Linked DNA regions of Callithrix jacchus: region 2 is linked to region 1. Evidence: chromatin contacts called from public Hi-C data. All regions are on one chromosome and are shown on one strand. The core of a region is the stretch at or near the end of the contact, and the rest is flanking DNA. Distances in the headings are between cores, read along the strand shown.

Region 1 (2,551 bases), core at 15-2,514:
CCTGTGAGGATGGGGTCCTTGCTACTTCACGCTGTCACAAGGTCCAAATGAGATTGTGCATGCACTTCTCTCAGAGCATGACATGGAGGAGACTCCCAACATGCTAGCTTCCATTAGGACTGTTCACCCCCTCGGTCCCCAGCACTGCCTGTTCCTCTTTGCTTTTGTAGGCAGTGGGGAAAATGTCCAAGGAGACCTAGATTCTGAGTGTTTCTTGGACGCGGGTGCTGGCAGCTTTATGCAGGAGTATCTCTCAATATCCCTGGAGTCCACATTCTAAATGTCCTGTAGGTGTGATGCTGATATTACCAACTCTATAGGCCCTAAGCCTGCTCGCTATCACTGAGACTTCATGTCACAACAGGAAAATGATGAGAGGTGACTGCTGTTCCCATAAGAAACTGGTAAGTTTCCGCATCAGATCCTGTAAATGAGAAAAACCGTCATGAAGAGGCAGCACAGCATAGAGCCTAGAAGATCAAATCTGGAATTAAGCAAAACACGGTGTGACTATTGGCTCTGTTTCTTCCAGCTCTGTGACCTGGGGCAAGTTACCTAACCTCTCTGAGTCTCTGTAATAACTATTTCACAGCTTTATTAGGAAAAGTGCATGACACAGTGATGTTAAGTGCTTAACACAGAGCCTGGTCCACAGGAAACACTAAATAAACATTTGTTGTTATTATATTGTTGTTAAATGCAAAAAAAAAAAAACCTGCTATGAGATTTGTTTTGCAGATTAATAAGCAATTACTTTAAAGACTTTTCTACTCAACTGGCTAGATCTGCTGTTGGATGGCTTTGAACCAATCTGTCAACTGTTGGAGTCTCACTGAGTGCATGCAGCATGCCCTGGTGTGTATAGATGTGGAGGCGTGGCAGGCCCGGAGGCCAACAGGCTTAACACGGTATGCTAGCTGAATACAGCAAGATGAGACATTTGAAAAGTCTACTTGAGATGTTTAAGTACAAAGTAATTTGGCAAGGAGATAGAATCAGGAGAGCTGACCTGCTCTAGGCCTCAATTTCCCCATCTGCCCAAGAAAGGGGCTGGACTTTATGTTGCTCCCTTGCAACTCTGACCTTTATGAGCAAAGAGTCTGATTCTGCCAGGACCATTTTAGCTGCGCTGTGAGTGCATCTGGCAGCTCCTGGTTTTGCATTGTCTGGAAAAACTTGGCACCAGATGCCCCTCTATAAGTCAGAGTTTTGCAGGGCTCACGTAGGCCGACCAGCTAGGGCACATCTCCAAGCCCCCTAAGCCTCCTGAGGACCCACCAATTCCAGTATCTCCCAGTTCCCACCATATGTATGCACTCACAGAAGATAAAATTCCGACTGAAGCTCCCAGTCCTCAAAGAGAAGAGAGATCTTCTCTTAACAGGGGCCCTATCTGTTTCCACTATAAACCACCTGAGAAGTTCAGAAGGAAAGTTACTTCTTTCCTCCACAGTTTCAGAGAATTCATTCTTTTGCACGTTCAGAGGGGGAAAAGTTGGCCACAAAACTTGACTTTTTACCAGAACGAAAACTTTCTTTGGGGTTAAGGAAACATTGCCATCTGGTGGCATAATGTAGAAATAACTGAACAGAGTGATGAGTTTCTAATCCACCACAAGAGGTGAGGTCACAGAATTCTAATTAGAAAGAAGTAGAAGGGTCCTTAAAGCTTAAATCCAATGCCTTTACTTTACTGAGTAATGGAAATACTGTAGAGAGATGGCTTGTGAATTTCAAGACCAGAACCCAGATCTTCTCACGTTTATGTGAATAATTCAGCTCTCTCCCAGCTCCACAACTCACTCCGCACCCCAACATAGACACACCTCACACTTTAGCCTGCAATGCTTTAATAATTCAGGCTGGCAGGACCAGGATCGTTTTCATCCTGCATGTTCCCTCGTGCCTTTTATCAACGCCATGGGAGGCAGAAGAGGAAGATAAGAGGCTCTTTCAACTGGCAACGCAGCTAGAGGGTTTACAAAGATAAGGAGGAGGCCTATCAGAAGCCAGGGGAAGAAAGAATGGATTGATCAGGAAACTGAAATTTTTGTTTCATGTTTCCAGCCCAGGAGTCAGCAAGGTTCGCTTTAACTCTAAACCAGCAAGAGATATTTGACCTAACAGCAGGGGATGCTTTCGGCTTGGGGATTTTGGATCCTGAAGATAGTAAGTTCAGTGATTTGAGTATAGAAACCCTCATTATTTATGCAAAGTGTGAAAATCTATTATTGTGTAAATTGAGCCACGTTATCATAGGCATAGTCATTCCCACCTCTTATGTTTGCATATTGCCTTGCAGTTCATACATGCTTCAATGCATTTAAAATTATTTAATCTTTACAAACACCCTATGGTGGGAATTATTGCTCATTACTAATGAGGAAATCAAGGTTTGGAAAAGTTAAGCAACTTTCCTGAAGTCACAACACCAGCAATGGTGGCACCAGGACTTGAAAGAAGGGAGGAAACTTGATATTTAATCTACTCTGGGCCAGATGAGGTACAAAGTGCTTCCAGGGAAGCTCTCAGTGGCTTCTCCCCTTGGTGA
Region 2 (2,551 bases), core at 32-2,531, 780 kb before region 1:
CTATTTTGAAATATACTATGATTTAAGCACCATTGTGCTTAATACCCCCTTGACACACCTAAAGTTGAGACTTCAAGATGTATAAAACCTTCCAAATGGATTCATGCCACATTTATCTACCCTCCCATCCAAGCACTGCTGAATCTTCCAGAAGGGGAGGTCCTAAGGGTGCCACGCTTGAACAGACACTGGGAGGGACTTGGCATCCCTTCCAGACAGTTTTCCCAAGATCCTCCACGGCCACTGGGAAAAAAATATGGGAACCCCTGAGCCTTAATTTAGGCAGCCAAAGGGTGGGCCTTGGGAGCTCTAGCTCTCTCAGATTTCTGGTTTGGCAAGATGGAGTATGAAAAATAAACTCAGCAAGCATTTAACTGCTGATTGGCTCTGGGAATTCCCATAGTCCCTAAGGCAGATCCCCTGGCCCCAAGCGTCTGAAGCCAGCTTCCTCCGCCTACTCCTGGTGACTTCCACTACCCTAGACACATGGGGGCGCTGCAGCCCCACTCTTGCCGGATGCCCTACCTGTCTGAACCTTGAAAGATCCTGATTTTCCTCTGTATCTGGGTGAGTTCATATTCTCTGTGTCTTCCTATGTAGAAAACAGCAAAAGCTCAGCAGTGTACTTAGAAAATAAAACAGAAAATGTGCATCTTCAACCAGGAAACAAAAACTTACGCAAGCAATACATTGTTTTTTATTGTACAAACACTTAAAAGTAGGTGTAAGCAAAAAGAATTCCCAACATGCTATGAGAGGGGTTCAGAGCACACACATGTGAACAAACACATAGAATAGGACAGTTATGAGTGATTTTTATTTATTTATCAAGATATCATTCCACATACTATTTGTTATTAGCTTTTTCACTTAAAAAGAGCCCTACTAAACATTTGCAGCCTTTCCCATGCTTTTTTTTTTTTTTTTTTTTTTTTTTTTAAAGTGACTTTGGATATCCAGAGCTATCAAATCTGAGGTTTGAAGCCCTTAGGTATGAGCGTTGAAAGTGAAAAGCAAGCTGTTTTAAGGAAAATTCCTAACCGAAGCAAGGGAAGACTTAAAATGCTTAAATTTTGGTCACACCTGAGCGGTATTTGTTTGCATGGCAATTAGAAGGCAGTTAACTTGTCCTAAAACTAAAACAGCAGTTAACAATCTTTAAATTCCCTGAGGAGATCCCTTCTTCCCCAGTCAAACCTGTTCCCATTTTCTTCTAGACTGGCTGACTGTCAGGTGGGCTGATTGGTTCTCCCTGCTATAGAGGTAGAATTCAGGGCTGTGTCTGGATAGGAAGGGTTTTGGAGGGTGTATGGGAAGGTACACACAGGGTAGAGATGATAGCACAGGCTTTGAGGTCAGACTGGCAAGGGTTCAAATCCCAGCTCTGTGACTTGTTGCCCAGTCTCGTGGCCTCGGGCAAATTACTTAATGGCCCAGAGCCTCCTTTGTAAAACTGAGTCATGATACTCTGCAGAATTGTGACTGGCAGATGATAAGCACCCAATGTTCTTTTAGGGGTTGACAAAGTTTTTCTGCCAAATAGTGCATATTTTAGGCTTTGTGAACCATATAGTCTGTATCATGATGACTCAACTCTGCTGTTGCAGCACAAAAGCAACCACAGACAACAGGTAAATAAATGAGCAAGAATGTGTTCCAGTAAAAGTTTATTTACAAAAATAGATGGCAAGCTGGATTTGACCTGTGGGCTGTAGTGGACTATCTCTATTCTTAGTTTTAAAGAACGCTCATTTGTAAAATAGCAAATGGAAATCCTGAAAGGTGAAATACTTAAGACCCCAAAACCTTGGCTGGGCCCAGTGGCTCATGCCTGTAATCCCAACACTTTGGGAGGCTGAGGCGAGGGGATCACCTGAGTTCAGAAGTCCGAGACTAGCCTGCACAATATGGTGAAACCCTGCCTCTACTAAAAATGCAAAGATTAGCTGGGTATGGTAGCACACGGCTGTAATCCCAGCTACTTGGGAGGCTGAGGCAGGAGAATCGCTTGAACCCGGGAGGCAGAGGTTGCAGTGTGCCAAGATCATGCCATTGCACTCCAGCCTGGGCGACAAGAGTGAAACTCGGTTTCACACACATACACACACACACACACAAAATAATAAAAATACTGATAGTTAAAAAAAAAAAGACCAGAAACCTGAGAAGTAGTTTTGGAACGAGAATGAGGAACTCCATGAACTCAGCCTTGAGCTCCTCCCTCACCTGCTGGGCTCTCTACTTGTGCATGTGAATGGGAAACTGGGCCAATTTATCCAGTGATTTAAGTATTGAGTCATTTTTTCTTGGAATATTCGAATATACGAAATAAGAGTTAAAGAGGTGTTGGTTTTTTTTTTTTTTTTTTTTGAGACGGAGTTTCGTTTTGTTACCCAGGCTGGAGTGCAATGGCGCGATCTCGGCTCACCGCAACCTCCGCCTCCTGGGTTCAGGCAATTCTCCTGCTTCGGCCTCCTGAGTAGCTGGGATTACAGGCACGCACCACCATGTCCAGCTAATTTTTTTTGTATTTTTAGTAGAGACGGGGTTT

What was found. A called contact is a pair of places that touch in the nucleus more often than the background predicts.
Region 2: a contact with region 1 is called in a Hi-C map of skeletal muscle, with 15 times the contacts expected there. The contact joins two enhancer-like sites. A contact is called at or near these places in 3 of 3 Hi-C or Micro-C datasets (induced pluripotent stem cells and skeletal muscle).

The regions. Positions count from the first base shown.
Region 1 is chr10:99,958,509-99,961,059 of calJac240_pri, reverse strand. No RefSeq gene overlaps it. Among named protein-coding and RNA genes, the nearest start is that of EHF, 35 kb to the left of the region's middle. Within about 2 kb of position 1,264, at least 3 of the 16 cell types and tissues checked have an H3K27ac peak or open chromatin away from gene starts, as enhancers often do.
Region 2 is chr10:100,734,456-100,737,006 of calJac240_pri, reverse strand. All of the region lies in intron 3 of SLC1A2 (solute carrier family 1 member 2), which reads left to right. Among named protein-coding and RNA genes, the nearest start is that of SLC1A2, 29 kb to the left of the region's middle. Within about 2 kb of position 1,281, at least 2 of the 16 cell types and tissues checked have an H3K27ac peak or open chromatin away from gene starts, as enhancers often do.